Linked DNA regions of Sus scrofa: region 1 is linked to region 2. The links are chromatin contacts, called in public HiChIP or PLAC-seq maps. All regions are on one chromosome and are shown on one strand. Each heading gives the region's core, a stretch centred on a gene start, on an enhancer-like site or on the middle of the called end of the contact. The rest is flanking DNA. Distances are from core to core; before and after follow the strand shown.

The links. HiChIP or PLAC-seq counts read pairs in DNA pulled down with a chosen protein or histone mark.
Region 1: a contact with region 2 is called in an H3K27ac HiChIP or PLAC-seq map of skeletal muscle, with 7 times the contacts expected there. The contact joins two enhancer-like sites. A contact is called at or near these places in 1 of 47 Hi-C or Micro-C datasets (fetal skeletal muscle) and 1 of 2 datasets of contacts at active chromatin or transcription factors (skeletal muscle).

Annotation. Positions count from the first base shown.
Region 1 is chr13:73,088,800-73,092,079 of Sscrofa11.1, forward strand. PLXNA1 (plexin-A1) reads right to left here. Exons shown (of 32, transcript XM_021069450.1): 3 at 2,714-2,896. Among named protein-coding and RNA genes, the nearest start is that of PLXNA1, 8.3 kb to the right of the region's middle. Within about 2 kb of position 2,007, at least 10 of the 83 cell types and tissues checked have an H3K27ac peak or open chromatin away from gene starts, as enhancers often do. A contact at or near this core is called in skeletal muscle, where this site is marked.
Region 2 is chr13:72,721,787-72,725,249 of Sscrofa11.1, forward strand. No RefSeq gene overlaps it. Among named protein-coding and RNA genes, the nearest start is that of TPRA1, 62 kb to the left of the region's middle. Within about 2 kb of position 1,300, at least 5 of the 83 cell types and tissues checked have an H3K27ac peak or open chromatin away from gene starts, as enhancers often do. A contact at or near this core is called in skeletal muscle, where this site is marked.

The DNA.
Region 1 (3,280 bases), core at 757-3,256, 370 kb after region 2:
TGGGGCCCCGGCACCCCTGGAGGCCACAGGGGCGGGGAGGACAGGAGGGTATGTGCAGGGCTGGGGTCTGGGGGTGTCATCCCAGGAGGTGGCAGGCAGAGGGCACCCCAGCCAGCCCTCAGCCGCTCAAGTTGGCAGCTCTTAAATTAATCGGCTACAATTTTACACAGTACCGCCTGGAGGTGGCCCAGAGCCAGCCACGTCCCTAGAGCTCTAGTCGCTGTTTAAAGCTCAGGGCAGACCAGGCGTGGGTAAGATAGGGTGTGGTGCCAACAGCCTACCCCAGGGTCTAAGGTAGGTGGGAGTTCCCAGGGCCCCACACACAGGGCACAGAGCGCAAGGGGGTAAGGAGATACAGCCTTCAGGGTGGGAAGGGCCTGGATCTAAATCCTGGAGAGGGAGCCCGAGGGCCCAGCTCCCTCAAAGGTCCTGGAGCCCCTGGAGAGGTAGCTAGGCAGCAGCAGGGAGGGGGCATGGGGCTGGGCTGGAGCCCTCCCTGCCCTGGCTCTGGCCCCGGAACACCCCCACCCCAGCTGATGCCTTGGGCTATGGGAAGGAAGACCCTGCATGTGGCCAGCCACTCAGGTTTCTAGAAGGAGGGGCTGCCCTGACAGCCCCCAGATTCCTCAAAGCGGGAGAGAGGTGGCCAAAGTAGGGGTCCCACCTCCTTTCCTCCAGGGACCCCAGGGAAGGGAGGGAGGCCCTGGACATGTGCCACTGCCCCCAGTGCACCTCGGTTTCCACGTCACATGGACAAGGGGCTGCTACAAGGCCCCAGCACTGCCACCACGCAGCACGCAAAGAGGCTGGATGGCACTCCCGGGCACGCAGCTGGGGGTACGAGGGCTGGAACCACCGGAATGCAGCCATTTTGACAAAACCTACAAACACCCTACAACAGCTTCCCTGGACCCTCCCTGTGGGTGGAAGAGGCTTGGGAGGCACCCTCTGGGGGAGGGCTCAAAACCAGCCGGGTCGACACCCTGACTCTCAGACTGCTGCTACCAGCCAGTGGCCCTGGGCATGGCTGACCCCACACACCCCAGAGGGCACCTGTGCCCAGCCCCAGTGTAGGGGTGATGGCGCCAGGGAGGCAGGTAGAGGGGAGGAGCAGAGAGGACGAGGGGCCCTCAGCCATGGCCTCCTCACTCCCGATGTAGCCCCTTCTCCCAGAGAGCTCAGGCCTCCTCCATGGTCCCCACTCAGCCTCAGTGTCCCCTTGGTGGGTCAAGGACAGTAACGTGGGGGTGAGGCTGAAAGGCAGCAGTTGGAGACAGGGATGGACTGACCTGTTCTCAGCACCTCGTGGAGTGGCCTATGGGTGAGGACGATGCCTGGCCAGCTACCCAGCCTGACAGCCAGCAAGAGGGCTGCTCCCAGCCCCAGGAGCCTACCCTTCTGCTGGGTGACAGGCTTGAGGCCCTGTGGCAATGTCTCCAAGAGGCTTCACTGGCAGCCACACCCGAGAAGGGTCTTGCTACAGTGGGACAGGCCCCTGCCAGGCACAACCCAGCGACACACCTCCACGGGTCCACAGCTCTTCCCTGCTTCCCCAGCCCCAGGGCAGCAGGCAGAGAGCATGTGTGCTGGGGGGAGGCCCAGACCTGGAAGGGGAGCAGGTAACACCCAGGGCCCAGGCAGTGCCTGACCCAGGGTGGGGGTGAGGTCACACCAAGGACAGGCTGAGGGCACAGACGCTGATCCAGAGGGTGGCGGGGGCCAGAGCTGGCCAGCCACCACCCCAATGGCCCCACTGCCTCATGGCCACCCCAGCCCAGAGCCCACACTTCAGGCCCATTTCCCAGATGGGAAAGCCAAGGCTAGGGAGGGCCCTTCCCCGGAATCACAGAGCTGGGGGGGGGCAGTGGGACATGACACTGAGGACACCTGACCTGGCAGAGACAGGAGGCACTTCCCACTTTCTCTGGCACCAGAGCTGAGAGCAGGCAAGGCCTTCGCTGGCCTGGGGCCCAGCCCCCACCCACGGGCGCACGCCAGGCGGGGAGCTGTGTCAGCAGCAGCCTCAGGACAGCTGTTATTTCATCTACCAGCCCCGCCCTGCGCTGACCCTCGGGAGCTTCCAGGCCCCCCACCCTACTGTCGCTCCAGGAACTTCCCCCACAGCAGACCCTCCCTGATCTGGTCCGCACCCACCAAGTTGCTGCTGACCCACTGCCTGTTGCCTCCCCAGAACGCCCTCCCTGTCCAGCCCAGCCTGGCTCTGCGCAGCTTCTCGGGGAAAGAGACCTACACATGTGGGATGGGCCCTGCCCCCTCAACCCACCTCGTACATGCAGGGGCTCACAAACTGCCCCTGCTCTAGAGCACGCGGAGGCTCTCACACCAGTCCCTTGCCTTGCCCTTGGCCTTGCTGTCTCATGTGGTTGGGGGCCGTGCTCCAGGGCAGAGCACTGCCTCAGCAGACACTGGATCCCAGGAGAAGAGGGAGCCTCACAGGCCTGCCCTGCCCCCGCCCTGCACACAGCCTTCCCAGGAGTTCACTGTGCGATTTCAGAGAGCAGGGCCAGCTGCTCCCGGCCCGAGGGGCTCCACCGTCAGGCCTCTGATGCCCAGCCAGGGCCTCGACAGGGGCCAGAGGCAGAAGCAGCCCCCAAAGAGGGTGAGATGGGAGGCGATCACCCCCACTGTATACACACCAATCGCCCCAGAGCGAGGCCAGCTCGACTCCCAGCTCCTCCCCTGCCCCGCTGACCTTGCGGATGCGGCCGCTTCGTGTGCCCACGAACACCACAGTGCGGCCCCGATAGTCGTAGGCGGCCACGGCGGTCAGGCCATCATCCTTGTCCACGAACAGGGGCGTACCCTCGATGGTGACTGTGCCACCCAGTGGCTGGTTGAAGTCTTGCCCACAGAAGTCGTCGTCAATCTGCAGGGGCTGTGGGGGGAGGAGGGTGAGGCCCAGGTGCCTTCTTGGGGGGTTACACAGCCGGCTCCGGTCCTCTCCACTACCAGGGCGGGAGCCCAGGGCACATTCAAGGGGCCTGCACAGGCCACACCAGGGGGTGGTTGGGGGGAGACTATGACCTGGGGGCAGCCCATCCAGACCAGGGGACGCAGGACTTCCTAGACCCATTCGACAGACAGGAAAACCAAGGCCCTGGACATCACCTGAGGCCCAGGAGCAGGAGCCCAGGGTGGGTCCCACATCTCGCACCCACCAGGAAGACCACCTTGAGGGGGAGTGGGCAAGGATGTAGCTGGGGTGGGGGGAGGGGAAGGTCCACCACACAGTGATGGCCACATGGGCGGGCTCAGGGGC
Region 2 (3,463 bases), core at 50-2,549:
TGGCAGGGAGACACTGTGACAGGGGCAGTGGTGAGGGTGGAGGACTGGCCACCAGGACAGAGAGCTGATGGGGGTCAGGTCATGCAGGGCCGTCTAAGTCATAGGAAGACCTCAGCTTTTCCTTGGGGTAATGTGGGGCCATTTGGGTTTTGGTGGAGGGATGGTGAGCTCTGCCTTGCATTTTAAAATGTTCACTGTGGCTACTGGGCTAAGTGGTGACTGAAGGGGCTTCCAGGGCAGAAGTGGGGGATGCAGCCAGGAGGCTCTTGCAATAATGCAGGAGAGAGCAAATGGGGGCTTGTCCAGGTGGTGGCAGTGGGCGTGGGCAGAGGGACCGCCTTCAGGTTAAGGTACATCAGAACCGTTCAGTGTGAAGATTCAGCTCCTCACTGCGTGAGGCTGTGATGTTTGCCTGTTGTGTTGCTAAACGGAAATTTGCAGGCTGACTCTACACTCCCTTGCTCCCTGACTGGTCCAGTGCACACCCTGTTCCATTTTTTTCTGCCTAAGCTGCCTTGTTGACCAAACTGTTAGCGGTTTGTCCCTTCCACTAGAGCAACTCCAGGAAGATGTGGCCCTAGTCAGATTTGTTCATGGCTGTGTCTGCAGAGCTTGGACCCGGACTGACTGCTGAATGGTCAAGTGTACCTGCCAACAGTCTACCTGTGCTCAGAAGGGAATGGGGCAGCCCTGCGGGGCCGTGTTATCTGACCTGGGCCAAGAGCGCAATGGGGTTTTGGCTGGGAGCAGGAGGGAAGGGGGCCGGCATAGGCTTCACCTTTTGGAGCCATGCAAAAAGGGTCCCTTCATGGTGGCAAACTCAGGAGACCATGTGGACTCAGGGGCTGGTGGGAGCCACAGGGAGTGGGGCAGGGGTGGGGTGCAGACATGTGGGAGTTGGGGCCTGTCCATAGGACCTCCCGCCAAATTTTTATACCAGCAAATGCGCTGAGGCTGAACAGCTGCTGTCCTGTGCTTGCTGGTGGGGGCCCTGATGCCTTTTCAGTGTAGGGAGCAGCCCTGGGTGGCATACCCACCCTTCAGGCCCCAGACCAACCCTGCAGGGCCCAACTCATCACACCAGCAGATACGGAGTCAGACACAGAGGGTGAGAGCTCGCTGGGGTTGTAGGGGCAGGTGGGCCTAGCTGGGATTTGAGCTGAGAGCTGTCTGGGTTAAGAAGCAATCTCCACCTACTTACAGTGGCTTTGTTCCAAGAGGCTGTGGAGGCATGGCCAGGGCTGGCGCTCTGGCCCTTGGACAACAGCCTTGGTTGCAGCACTTGGCGCCCATGTCTCACAACTCAGCAGCCGCAGATGGCTGCTCAGTGGGGCTGTGCCCACCGTCCTGGCTACTGAGGGACAGATCTCCAGCCTCAGAGAAGGGTCTCTGCAGGCCCCTTGTCCAGGACAAGGGCCCCAGCAGGCGGCACTTGCAAATACAGCAGCCCTGCAGGGCAGGCAGCGCCCCAGATGGCCGCATGCTGAGATGCAGGAGGAATGCACGGCTTTTGTTCTCGATGAACCAGCTGCTGTGTGGAGGCCACATGGGCCTGGGGCATCAGCCAGCCTTGGACCTCCTTCCCAGTCCTGAGCCACCTTCAGCAAGTTGCTACCCTCTCTGGGCCCCCATGTCTTCTCTGTGGAATAAGGGAGGAGTCTGGCAGCAAGGCCCTGAGAGGAGCTCCTGGCACTGACATTCGGACACCATCTCACACTTGTGCTGGTTTCACTGGTCCTCCTGAACATATACATAAATATTCCTTTTGCTACCACATCAGGGTGAACAGCAACACTTGGCAATTAGTGCATTTTCCCCCCAAGACTCAACTCTTCCCAAAGTTCTGAGCACCTGATCCCCTCTGAATAGGGGCTGTCAGGAGGGGCTCTATGGCTCCCACGGAAATGCACAGATGTTATCATTAAAGAGATGTCAGCCTTGATGGGTGGCAGGGGAGGAGGGGATGTGATAGTGAGGGTGGAGAAGGCGGGGCAGGGCCCAGTGGGAGGTGAGCACAGCCAGAGCAGTGTCCTCATGGCACGGAGAGCTTGGTGTCAGCATTGCAGCCAGAGGACACTGCTGCTAATAATGGTAACAAGGCTAAGGTCAGCACCTGGCAGTTTACCGGGCACTTCTTGAACCTTTCTCGGCATCTCACCATCTTTCAGAAAGGCAGATTTTATTAATCCCATCTTGCAGGTGGAAAAACTGAGACCAAAGGTCAGAGTTTTTATTTTGGCTACAATCCAATATGTACACCAGAGACTGATGAACTTCCTGACCCAGGTTGAGCCCAGTAAACTGCAGGCGAGTCATTCCCAGGCCTAGGGTGGATGGACTTCGGGAGGGCAGATGGCCCAGAGTACCATCAGGCCTTAGGGGAGGAGGCCCTGAGGGGTGGCTGGGGGACCCTGGCCTGTCCAGGATCAACCCAGGAAGCAGGTGTGTGAACCCAGGGAGCCCAGGCGCTCCCCATTCTCAGTGGGTCCTGTGTGTCCAGGTTGGGGGGGTAGTGGTGCTCCATGCTAGTCGATGCTTTTCCCCACTGTCACATGCTTTGCTCCTCCTGCCACCTCGGGTGGGTCTGGGTGGACCTGCCATCTGCCTGCAGCCGGTCCCCGAGGGGCTGGCCATCTGAGTCACCTGGACTGACCTGGACTCCCTGTGTCAGCTTGGCAGCAGGTTCCCTTGCTCTTACCTCATCTGCACCTGCTGGCTTCTGGACAAGGAGTGGGATCACGTGGTCCAGGAGGAGCTCGGCACAGGTAAGCTTCTTTCTCTTCTCTCTGACTCTGGCCTCTGCAGTCAGGCTGGTTGGCTCCCCTCCTCCCCCATCGTGTGCTCCCCCTCTGACAGGCACCTCATTAGCAGAATCTCTGTAAATAACGCCAACCAGTTAGAGTTACAACAAGGTAGCTCATTAAAGCACTCAGCTTGTCTCACTTCCCAATTAGTGTTTCTGCAGTGCAGCCACCAGGGCTGCCTGTGACAGGGCGCCCTTGGCTCGTCATGGGGCCGAAGGGCCTCCATCATGCCAGGGAGCAGCATGGGCAGCCTCAGGACTTGAGAAGCTGGCACACCTCTCCCACCCTGAGGTGCTGCCTCTGGGGTTGGCCTCTAAGAGAACTAACAGGGCACAGGCGCCAATGCCTGCTGGAAGGAGAGGCAGGGCATGGCCACCCCTGGCACCCGCCGTGGACCCAACCAGCCCTTTGGGCTAGATGATCTGTCTCCCATACCTGACACTCTTGTGGTCCATTTGCAAACATTCTTGTTCCCAGATTTCCACCCCCAGACGACTCCAATCAAAACTTCCTGTGTCTCTTCTCAGAGTCTTCCTCTTACCTCCTTATACAGCAGCTTCTTGAACAGCATTCTTCTCCTTGGACGCTTAAGTTATCAGTGGCAACAATGGTGGGAACTTCAGGCTAGAAAGGAGGAGGAGAAGGTGCTGGAGGATGCT